3 separate regions of the Mus musculus genome follow, and regions 1 and 2 are each linked to region 3. The links are chromatin contacts, called in public Hi-C and HiChIP or PLAC-seq maps. All regions are on one chromosome and are shown on one strand. The core of a region is the stretch at or near the end of the contact, and the rest is flanking DNA. Distances in the headings are between cores, read along the strand shown. Region 1 has its middle 6.8 kb from the start of Gm25622. Region 2 holds the start of Crip1 (cysteine-rich protein 1 (intestinal)). Region 3 holds the start of Zfp386 (zinc finger protein 386 (Kruppel-like)).

Region 1 (3,970 bases), core at 517-3,016, 2.8 Mb before region 3:
AATCCGCCTGCCTCTGCCTCCTGAGTGCTGGGATTAAAGGCGTGCTCCACCACCTCTGGGCTCAAGCAGGGGATTTTATACATTAAAAAACCAAACATCACATTTCTTCCAAACATCACATCTCTTAGAAACTGTATCCAGTGAAACAATCACAAATACCCACAAAAATCATTTGGCACAGTAAAGCACAAAAATCATCCAAGCATTACAACTCTGAAACTATGTATTCAGTGAATCACAAACAGAGCAAGTAACATCATTATTAATATAAATCATCAAAATATAACAACAATTCTAAAAGAATGTATTCAGTGGGGCAGTCGTCCAAGGCTAGTGGTATACTTCCAAGAGCAGGTTAATAAATCTTTATGGTCAGTGCTCTTAACTGCTGAGCTAACTCTCCAGCCACTTATGGTCAATTATTATTTAACATCTAATGTCTGATTTTTAAAATAAATCTTCATTGCATAAATTTAAACCATTTTAATTCTTTCTAATTAAGGCTTTCTTTACTATATACCAAAACCCACCTCCGATGACACACGTGTAACCATATGAAATTTTATTGTTGGGAAAGTTTTTTATCATAATAGTTTTATAAATGATTTAAAAAGTAAAGTGTTGGTTTCCCTGGGGATAAGGTCATGTTAGTGGCCCCATCTCTAGGGATGGTTTCTTACCCATTATTCTCGCTTAAGATCTTGGCCTAGGCTTCCAGGAACATGTAAATAAGAAAAGGAATAAGAGAAAACAAAACAGATAGATTGCCATGAGAACTATGGCTCAATAATTTTTCTCCGGCAAAGAGTTCCATAGTTGGTTCCAGGAAGTCTTCCCCTTTTGAGGTCGATCGCCACAGTCTGTGGAACTTGTCACACAGATCCAACTGGGGGTGGTGTGGCACCAGAGAATCCTGGCCAATAGCGAGACTGTAACACCATCACACAATCTCTATTTCTACCAGTGTTGGCCTCTTACACACACAGCGGCATATATACATGCTCTCTGAGTACGTGTTTGTCACTTGTGCCTGAGAGTCTACCCGGCTGGGTGGGGCCAATTCTTTGAACTTGGCTTAGCAGAGGTTGCAGTGGTGCATCTAGCCACCAGGGGGCACATGAGCTCTGCACTGTGCATTGTGGTCCTTAGTTGACCTGCCAATGTGATCTGACTCCACTGTTCCAGGGCAGGGACTGACCACACTCCCTCAGTGTCAGACAGTGGGTATCCCACCATGCCTTAGAAACTCAAAGCCCACAGGGAAGTGTAGGTGGGGTTGGCTGGAGACACTGGCCCTCAGAATTCCTTAATTCTGTCAAATTTCACGAACATCTCTTCACTTCAGTCATAAATTCTCTTAGTGTGGGGTGTGGCTGTGTGTCCACATGGGATGTGGAGTCTAGGCTGCTGAGGAGCCTGGCTTGGGCCTTGGAACCTGCTGCCAGTAACTGTGCACACACATGGCATGCACAGAGCCTGGGCATTACCATGAGGTGGACATGAGCCTGGGTGGGTAAGCCTGCACCCCTACCTTCACTACCAAGTGCAGCCTTAGACACATGGGACACATGCCCTTCCCCATCGTAACTGTATGACTAGTCAGAGCATGCGCTGTCTCCCACACTAGAGGAAGAGCTACTGACCCCACCTGCCTTGAGAAAACAGCCCTTCCCCAACCTGCTCTAAGAGCTCTAAGGAGAGTTTCGAGTAGGCAGTAAGTGCAATTCTACCAGAGGCCACATGAGGCCAGTAGAGTCTTGCTCTTGCAGGCCTCAGGCCCATGCTGGTTAGAACAGGGCTGGGAGGAACTTTGTAGTCATAGTAGACTCTGTGGAGCTCTGAGCTCAGAGCCCCTCCTGGTGACTGCAATTTGGTCAGTCAGAGAATCCCGGTCAACAGTGAGACTTTAACACCATCACATGACCTCTGGATTTCTACCAATGTTGTTTTCTCTCCACGCCCGACTCATTTGTGATGTGAACAGTGCTGGAGCCTCAGCGGGGAGGAGGATTAGAGACATAAATGTCTAAACACACACACACACACACACACACACACACACACACACACACACACACACACACACACTGGAGGGTCAGAGATGTCTAGTTGGGCCTTCGTCTCTTCTGTTATTTGGCGACTCCATTTAGATTTCTTTCACATATGTATATATATATATTTTAAAAAAATTATTTACTTATTATATGTAAGTACACTGTAGCTGTCTTCTGACACTCCAGAAGAGGGAGTCAGATCTCATTACGGATGGTTGTGAGCCACCATGTGGTTGCTGGGATTTGAACTCAGGATCTTTGGAAGAGCAGTCAGTGCTCTTAACCACTGTGCCATCTCTCCAGCCCCCTATATGTATATATTTTAAGAAGCTTCTATCGTAGTAGTTTTCTGTAGGTGCCAGGTTTTGAACTTGGCTTGGCACAGCATGCAGTGGTGCATCTGTCCACCAGGGGGCACCTGAGCACTACGCTGTGGTCATTGTGGAGACGCCACAGGTGTATCTCAGGTGCTTAGGCAACCAGCTAGTGTGACAGCCCTGACCAGTCTCACGACTGGCCTAACCGTGCTTCCTCAGTGCCAGACACCAGATTGCAAAGTATCGTTAGGCCCTAGGAACCCAACAGGTATTAGGGACAGTGCAGGTCGGGGGCGGGGCGGCTGGAGCTGGTGGCCCTGGGTACCCCCTAATTCTGTTGACACTTAGCCCTCTCCCCACCTACCTCAGTTATTAATTCTCTTTGTTTCCTGGCGTGTCCATGGATCTGTGTGGAATATGGGACTGTAGACTGCCCAGGAGCCCAGACTGGGGCTTATTTATTTATGTAATTTTTTATTTTTCCTGTTGCTGGTACATTGTGCACAAGATATGTACAGAGTCTTGGGGTAACCACGAGGAGAATATAAGCCTTCTCTCCCAAACTGCAGTACAAGCCTGAACTCTCAACTTGATCATCAAAACCCAGGCATGTACTCCTGGTCGCTTTAGCTCAGTGGTTCTCAATCTTCCTTACGTTGTGACCTTTTAATACAGCTCTTTATGTTGTCATCCCAACCGTAAAATTATTTTTTTTGCTACCTCATAACTGTAATTTGTTTACTGTTTCAAATCATCTGACTTTCAACTAGTGTGGAAAAGACATCGGACCCCTTAGCGGGGATCCTGACACACAGGTTGAGAACCAGTGCCTTAGTCCCTCTGCGCCTGCGTAAGAGGAGCTTCCTGTGGGCTGCAAAGATAATACCACCAATGGCCACATGGTGGCAGCAGAGATCTGCTCCTGGGGGCACCTTCTCCAGTCGCAGTTCCTGTTCCCCTGTCATACTATTTCCACCAGTGTCTACATTTATCATGGGTGATACATGAACTCCCTGGGACACAGATGTGTAAACATGGGGACACACACATGGACATTTGCGTGTGTACATACTCTGGGTCTGTTTTGTTACTGAAAGTACACCTGGTTGGGTAGAGCCAAGTATCTGAATCCGGCCTTCCGTGTGCAGTGACACACATGGTCACCAGGGGGCGCACGAGCCCTGTATTACACCACTCTGGAGCCCCAGCAGGCACACCTGGAGTTGAGGCATCACTGGTCCATCTGTGCCTTGACCAGCCCCAGGGCTAGGCCTGATCACATCCCCTGTGTGCCAGTCTTGATTGGCAGGGGTGGGGGCGGGGGTCCCAACAGACCCCAGGAAGCCAATAGCACAGAGGATGCTGGGACAATTACACAGGGGTCAGGAGGTGTGCTCCTGGGTCAGGAGTTTAAGTCTGCACTCTCAATACAGACTTATAATAAGGCACATGTCCCTACCCACCCTAAATAGGTGGGGTGTGTGCTTCCATCTAAAATAACTAGATAGGAATACATCCCTTTAGTCCATAGCTACACGGGGCAGGCCGCCCTTCACACCCTGACAAACCCTCCTTGCCCCCATCATCCCTAGGGAGAGC
Region 2 (3,720 bases), core at 14-2,513, 2.9 Mb before region 3:
TCTGAGAGTTCTGACTCCCTACCCCAGCAGTGGCCAGGGAGATGGAAATACCCCTGACTGATCCTTGCCCAGAGCTAGGTCTGGAGACAGATAAATGGGTGGGTGTGGACAGGAGTGTCAGTCAGGGCTGAACAGTGAGAACTTAATGTCCGGCTATCAGCAACTGCATCGTCAGCTTGCTAGGCAACGATCAGAGAGCCCCAACCCCTAACCCCCACTAAGCCTACAAACTACTCTGAAGCTCAGGCCAGTAGAAACCTCCCAGCCCTCCATATTTACTGTAGGCTTAGTCTGTTCTCTACCTGGTACCAACCACGGCTCAGCCTCCTCCTTAGCTGGGCAGTGGACTTGGACCGCTGAGCTCTGGGCACTTCTCCCAGAGATAAGGACTACTCATCAATTGTGCCTCGAGGCACCAGGGAAACAGCCTGGGCATGGCCTCACCCGAATTCCTTGTCTTGACCTCTAGTCTCCAACCTCAGGTTGTTAGGTCCTCAAGCTTAGAGTCTGTAGTTCCTGTGGCAGGATGGGCTTTTCTGGATGGGAGTCCCCTCTTCTGAGTTCCCCGGTGAAGTTGTGGCTGCAGTCCAGTCAGCTGCCAAAGGTCAGGGTGTTCACATGCGGCTAGCCAGAGTGGACCTCCTGGCGTCTGCGTGGGTTAGATCTGGGAAAGGCTGGAAGGAGTTGGGCTACAAGGCTGAGACTCTGAATGTCCTCAACTCTTTCCGAAGAAGCATCAAAATATGTGCAGAATCCTTGAATGCTAATTTGTGTCTCTCTGCGCTTTATTTGTGTGTGTGTTCACATGCGCACGTGTGTTTTGAAACAGGGTCTCACCCTAGAGACCAGATTGGCCTCACCAGTTTTAGTAGGACAAGCAAACACACCACGTCCCACTTTATCTGCACTTTAGAAGTTTCCTGTGCTTACCCGGTCTCCAGCTAGCCGTTGCAGGTGCAAAAAACGCTAGGCTAGACAGAGCTCTTGGTCCTTCGAGGGGAGGACTCAACGACCCCTATTCAAGACCGGAGACTTGCCCTGCCCCAGGCAGGGGGCGGGGCCTGGGTCCGCAGGAGCCGCTGGGCTTAGAGGGTCCCGGGAAGACTCCGCACCCCTGCATGGCCCTTGGCCAGTTTATCTTGCCGGAGGCGAGTATGAACCAGATGACCATTCTTGGCCAGTCGGCCTGGATCAGCGTTCCCAGGGGTCCAAGTCCCGGACTGAGGGGGTGGGGCGGGGGCGGGGCCTTAAAGGGCAGGGCCACGGGGTCCCTGAAAAGCGCGGACCAGGCGGGCGCCACCCAGTCCAGAGCCTGCAACCTACTTCCTTCTAGCTGCAGCCACTTGTGCAGGACCAGGTACCGCCATGCCGAAGTGCCCCAAGTGCGACAAGGAGGTGTATTTCGGTGAGCACGCTTGGGTATCCCAACCTCTCTCCACATGCCCGCGGGCGTACTGCAGGCGGTACGCGGAAGCGTGGTCCAGAGGCGGACAATATTGGGCTGTTCAGGTGGACCTGGCTGTCTAGAGTCCAGGGCATCGCCTGGGATAGAACCCATAGATCTTGCCCGCGGCTTGAGGGTGGGACAATTTGGTGTTAAACAGAACCGACATCTGTGCCTACTCGCTCTTATGTTTCTGGGTCGGTCTTCTGGCTTCCTTGTCTCTGGGTCTCCAGGTCTCTGTGACTCCCATGCTTGTGGGTCTCCCCTTCTCTGTGACCCTGGCCTCTGGATCCTGCTGTCTCTCCCGCCTTCTGTCTGTGCGCCTTGGGCGGGGTCCCTGCTGGATAGGAAGGAACGCGGGACTAGGGTGGCCCCTCCCAATGCTAAGTAGAAACAGACGCCCAAAACCACGTCCGGGGGGTTCGATCTCGGGTGCTCGTTTTCTTGCTGTTTGCGCGCCCTAGGGCTTCTATGAGATAGTGCGTGACTAAGAGGTCCCCTTGCCCCTGCTGAGGAGAAGGGTGTGCCCAGGTTTAGTGCAGAGGTCAGAGGACTTTAACTGGGTTTACCTAACCTTAGATCCTCCAGACTTGTTCTCCTCCACTCTCAAGTCTGAAGGCCTCCTCCTCTCCAGCTCTACAAGCCCTCGGGGGTCATATCCCTATGGTGACACTTAAAAGTGTCCCACCAATGAGCCGGGATGGGTGGGTGGCCAGGTAGCCCACGCCTTTAGTCCCAGTGCTTTAGTCCGGGGAGGCAGAGACAGGAGCATCTCTGTGAGTTCAAGATCAGCCTGATCTACGGAGTGAGTTCCAGGACAGCCAGGGCTACACAGGAAAACCCTGTCTCAAAACAAAAACAAAAAACAACCTAAAAGAAAATATCCCACCAAAAAGGTGACCCTTCTGGTTTGTGAGGTGGGATTGGCTTGAGAGCACCATAGTTGCCCCTAACCCTCTCTGGAGCACAGTGGTCTCTGGGGACACAGGGTGGGCTGCCACATTGAAAGAATGAAGTGTGGGTGTCTGTGCAGCTGAAGAGGGGTTGCAGGGACTCCAGTGTCTCACAGTGGATCTGTGCTTCTGCAGCTGAGCGAGTGACTTCACTAGGCAAGGACTGGCATCGTCCCTGCCTGAAGTGTGAGAAATGTGGAAAGACACTGACCTCTGGGGGTCATGCTGAGGTAAGGGGCCGTTAGGGGGCAGAGGGAGGAGCTATAGGAGTTGGGGTGAAGGTAAACCCTACTGTTCTTTTCCTTGTAGCATGAAGGCAAGCCCTACTGCAATCATCCCTGCTACTCCGCCATGTTTGGGCCCAAAGGTATGTTGCCGGACTTCTTCCCTAACGGGCCTCCCAGTGCCGGCCTCCTTTCCCAACATGTCAGTATCCTTATTTTTTATCTTATCCTCTTTTTATCTTTGGCAGGCTTTGGGCGAGGTGGAGCTGAGAGCCACACTTTCAAGTAGACCGAGGTATAGCCCCATCTCCAATCCCACCCAGTCCACCAGTTTACAGGACAGAGTCATCCCTAATAGAGTAAATAACAAAACTTTGCGCTCACATTTGTCTCTCTTTCTTACAGGTTGTGGAAACTCTCCCTGCCCGCCCAGGCACATGCCAGGCCTTACCCCCGGACAGCAGGGCTCTCGGGAACCCTCAGTGCCTTTAATAAACCTGATCTTTGGAAGTCCTGTGTTTTTGTCTGCTGATGTGTGATAGAGGGGTGTACAGTGAGAGCCTCAACCCCAGGCCTGATGCAGGGCACTGCTTTTCCTGCTGCTGCAGGCAGTGGTGCCCACTACCCTTTGAGGGGTGCAGTTTCAGGCCTACATCCAACTTCAGGATCCGTAAAGTTCCTGTCGCCTGGTTCTGTAGTGGTTCTGGCCTGGGGTGAGGTCCTGGCTGTCGGGGTCAGCAGGAACATGGCGTAGGTGGGGCTGGCCGCAGTTCAGAGGGTGAATCAGTGGGAGCTGCTTTGGTTCCCTTTTTGAGCTGTTTCGGGAGGGAGTTGTGTGGATTCCTGATCTATTCCATTTTCACTTCCTGCAACCCCACCCTGTCCCCAGAAGTGCACCCTTGTGGGTGAGCTCTGTAGCTGCTCAGCGTGGTCCCAGACACCTTTTCCCTGAACAGGAGTGCCCTGGGTGACCCAGTGCTCTAATGGGATTTGAGGGTGACAGTGGAAAGGGCTTTCTGGAAACCCTTGTAGAGCCAGGCAGCTCTCAGCTTTGCCTTCCCTATGCTACTGGCCATTCAAAACCCTTTGGACTTAACAA
Region 3 (3,907 bases), core at 297-2,796:
AACCCAATCACAAAACCTTAGAGCTACAGTTTGTCCTATTTGCAGAGTCTTCTGGGACCTGAGCCTAGCGGAATTGTCATCCGGAGACTTCATCCAGCAGCTGATGGATGCAGAGTCCCACAGACTAACATTAGGCTGAGCTGTGGGAGGAGGTGGAGGAAGAGGAAGAAGGATCGGAGGAACCAGAGGGATCAGGGATACCACAGGAACATGGCCCACAGAATCAACTGACTGGAGCTCGTCGAGGCTCTCAGAGATCAGAGAGCATGTAGGGATCTGACCTAGGTCTTCTGCATATCAGTTATTGTTGAGTAGCTTGGTCTCTTGTGGAATTCCTAACAGTGAGAACAGGAGTTGTCACTGATACTGTTGTCTACCTGTGGGACCCTTTCCATCCTACTGGATTGCCTCATACAGCCTTGATGTGAGTGAAGTCTTATTGTAGCTTGTATGCAGTGTTTGGTCCCTGGGAGGTCTGCTCTTCCCTGAGGGGAGGAGGCTAGTTGGATATGGGGGAGAAGGGAAGTTGGGGGGAGGACTACCATGGGGATGTAAAATATATGATAGAAGAATAAAGAATAAACAAAATAAGAACAAATCTTAAAAAAAATTTAAAAGGTCACTGACAAAAGAAAGGAAGGAAGAAAACAAGCAAGCAAGCAGCATCCTACTGCAGTTAATATTTCCATTATAATTACAAGAGAATTTAGGACCAAAGACATCAACCCTTTCTATCTTCTAAACCATCCTTCTAGCCATAGTCCATAATTGGATCATCAATTACTAAATTCTCCACTAATATATTAGCAAGTGTCATTAATCTTGAAGGGCCCTTGATAACTGTCACATTAGAAACTGTATTATATGAAATAAAATCTTTAAGCAAGCATAACACAAGAATTTTTCCCTTTTCTACTAGCATCATATTAGGTACAATCCTGATATCCCAAGCCATTTGTAACATCCGTTTGATGCTTCCTTTTCTAAAAAAATTAGTGCTACCAGGGAAAGAAGGGTCTCCTTTCAAGCTGATTATGAGGGAAGGGTACATCCTCACTGGCCCCTGAACATGTTAATGCCTGTTCAGCACTCGGATATGAAGCGTGCTCTAGCACACACCGCTCTTTAAATTTCTTAAAATGAACACTAGAATAGTTTAAACTGAACCTCTCATTTGTACTGGACACTGCTGACTTGGGAATGCTTCCTATCTCAAAACCCAGGAAGGAGATCCGAGTCCAAACATGGTCTAGGAAATATAAAATTAATTGTCGTTATGTTCCCTGACTTGTGGACCATATGATTACACAAGTACAAGTGATGAGTCGCAAGGCATAACGAAGAAGGAAAAGCCACAGGTCGCCCTGGAAACTAAATCCGTCGAAGCCCGCCTCAAAAACAGGTTCATCCTAGAACTTGCCTTTCGGACCTCATTCGGCCGTGGGTTGGTGCTATCTGATGTCAATCAAGATCAGGAGGGCGGGGCGGGAGTGATGGCAGTCACTTTGCTGGAAAAGTATTGGCTGAGAACCCGCCAATCAAGTTCACAGAGCCTTGACAATATCGCGAGTCCACATCCCGTACGCGACCTTTGTGTTGGAAAATGTGAGCGTGTTTTCCAGCTTTTGGAAGCCCCGGTGGCCCTTACGAAATCACGGGTGCTGGAGATGCAGGAGAGCCATGGAGATGGTGAGCAATGGTCGCGAGGCTGCGCGGAGGGTTGAGTAGGCGGGAGTCTGCGCTCCGAGGGGGCGCCGGGCGGGCCTGGTCGGCTCGGCCTAGGGCGGAGTTGGGCGGCTGCACGGACCTGGCGTCCTCGGGTGCCCCGGAAGGGAGGAGCAGAGCAAACACTGATTTTGCTACCAGGCCTTTGCCTTGCAGCGGCCTCTGTGTCTGCAGCCAGCAGACTGCGGGAGATGGCCTGAAGGAGCATCAGATAATCCAGTCTCCGTGGCGGAGGTTCCTGCGGGACAGCAGCGGGGCTCCCGCTCGCCTCCCAGAGTTTTCCCGTTTCCCCCTTGCGCCTGGTGGATGTACCAGAAATAGGTCAGATCCGAAACTCTTTCCCCACCCTGCAACTCTGTGTGCCATTCCCAATCAATATCAACTGATGGGTTACCGTGATGTATTTCAATCAGATGGCTTTTGACATCGTTTTTCTAAAGATTTAATGAATGGCGCTTTATCGTTGGCTTTCTTTAAGTTTTTGTATCAGTATATATTAATTATACATCCTAATGAGTTTCATTATGGCATTTTCACACATGCATATGTATTTTGAACATATCCTCCATTGTTTCTTTCCTGTCCCTCTCCCACGATAACTCCCTTCTTTCCTAGCTGCTCTAGGATAGACAAAAGTCTATCGTTTGGTAAGCCAAGGAACTTCGTTAGGGTTATTTACCGAGGGATTAATTACAGGAGCCCGGGCATATAATTAGTGGCAACAGGACACTAGAAAATATCTCTCAACCACTTACCAACTGTTCACTGCCCACAAATCCTCAGGGAGGGGTGAGGACAAGGAAGTATTGTTAGGTCCAGTCTTTTGCAGGTCTGCGCATTTAATCACATTTGCTGTCATACATGTGAGATATCCTCAGAATACCATTTTGTAGAAATTTTGCGTCTTTTGCTTCTTAACAGTTCACCCTTTCAACACCCAGGCTGGTTGTTTGTTTAAGTCTTTTGATTTGGTTTTTGTACGCTCCTCCTTTCGCCTTCTAAGCCACAGATACCTTCCCACAATGTTTTTCGGTTGAGTTTTTCCCCTTTCGTGACCCCCACCCTCAGCTTTAGTGATTTCCTGCACTTGGGCCTGGCACCTTGTGTCCACAACTGCTGTGTGCTTATTATCTAGCACACATTGACCTCTGTGCCCACTCCTTAGACAACAGCCTGAGCTTCGAGGTGCAGTGAGGGAGCAGCTGGATGCCCTCAGGCTCGTAGACTCTGACCTTAGAAGCCCTTTTGTTTGTTGTATGCATGTCTTGGTGACCAAGAACAGTATTGAAGTCAACATGGTGGAGTAGCCATTTTTTTCAACACTGTGACTTCAATCCCTTAGTGTCTGCTAGGTTATATGGTCATTCTGCTTCGTGCTTTCAAAAATAGCTGCACTGCATTTGTAGTTTAAACAGTTCTGTGCCCAGCTTTCCTTTCAAACACACCCGATGTTTACAGAGTACTTCTTTTTCTAAATTCTCCTCTCATATTACATGCCATCTGCAGTTCCCCTCCCTCCCTCCTCCCAGCCCACCCCCACTTTCCCTTTCTCCCAGATCCACTCATCCCTTGAGAAAAGAGCAGGCCTCCCAGGAATATCAGCTGAACACAGCATAATAAGTTACAGTAAGACTAGGCACATGTCAGCGCTGGATGAGGGCAACCCAGTAGGGGGAAAGGGGTCCCAGAAGAGTCAGAGACAGGCCCTGCTCCCACTGTTAGGAGTTCTACAAGAACAGCAAGCTACACAATCATAACAGATATGCAGAGGACCTAGGTCAGACCTTTATAGGCTCCCTGATGGTCACTTCAGTCTTTGTGAGCCCCTGTGAGCTCTGATCAGTTGATTCTGTGGTTCATGGGACACTTATTCGTAATGCTGGCCTGGCACCTGTTCCCTGTGTATTGAATCACTAATCCAAGTTCTTAGAATCCATCGTGTTAGGTAGCCACTGGTAGGATGTGCTGCAAAACTTCTTCTTGGAGTAAACAGCAGGTGGTGCTGTTGTAGCCCTTAGAAACCTTGCCCATCCATCTAAGCCAGAAGATGTAACATGCGTTCAGTTGCCCCTTCTCCCAGAGCCTCGACGTTCAGGATATAGTCCAATGGAAGGTGTTAACTTGGATCCTTCACTATGCACATAGGCTCCTTCTAGGAACAATAGGTAGGCCTGGAGTCAAG

The links. A called contact is a pair of places that touch in the nucleus more often than the background predicts. HiChIP or PLAC-seq counts read pairs in DNA pulled down with a chosen protein or histone mark.
Region 1: a contact with region 3 is called in a Hi-C map of B cells, with 9 read pairs. The contact joins the enhancer-like site here to the promoter of Zfp386 in region 3. A contact is called at or near these places in 2 of 39 promoter capture datasets (embryonic stem cells and liver), 3 of 484 Hi-C or Micro-C datasets (B cells, the C2C12 cell line and Sertoli cells) and 1 of 115 datasets of contacts at active chromatin or transcription factors (astrocytes).
Region 2: an H3K4me3 HiChIP or PLAC-seq map of bone marrow-derived macrophages shows a contact between it and region 3, with 4 times the contacts expected there. The contact joins the promoter of Crip1 here to the promoter of Zfp386 in region 3. A contact is called at or near these places in 7 of 39 promoter capture datasets (cranial neural crest, frontonasal cranial neural crest, hippocampal neurons and 4 more), 1 of 484 Hi-C or Micro-C datasets (B cells) and 4 of 115 datasets of contacts at active chromatin or transcription factors (astrocytes, bone marrow-derived dendritic cells, bone marrow-derived macrophages and 1 more).

Annotation. Positions count from the first base shown.
Region 1 is chr12:113,218,950-113,222,919 of GRCm38.p6, forward strand. No RefSeq gene overlaps it. Among named protein-coding and RNA genes, the nearest start is that of Gm25622, 6.8 kb to the left of the region's middle. Within about 2 kb of position 1,767, at least 32 of the 459 cell types and tissues checked have an H3K27ac peak or open chromatin away from gene starts, as enhancers often do. A contact at or near this core is called in B cells, where this site is marked.
Region 2 is chr12:113,150,749-113,154,468 of GRCm38.p6, forward strand. Crip1 (cysteine-rich protein 1 (intestinal)) reads left to right here and starts at 1,264. Exons shown (of 5, transcript NM_007763.3): 1 at 1,264-1,405; 2 at 2,533-2,627; 3 at 2,707-2,764; 4 at 2,870-2,916; 5 at 3,027-3,131. The coding sequence starts at 1,366. The coding sequence ends at 2,910.
Region 3 is chr12:116,046,178-116,050,084 of GRCm38.p6, forward strand. It overlaps Zfp386 (zinc finger protein 386 (Kruppel-like)), which reads left to right and starts at 1,547. Exons shown (of 3, transcript NM_019565.4): 1 at 1,547-1,689. The coding sequence starts at 1,681.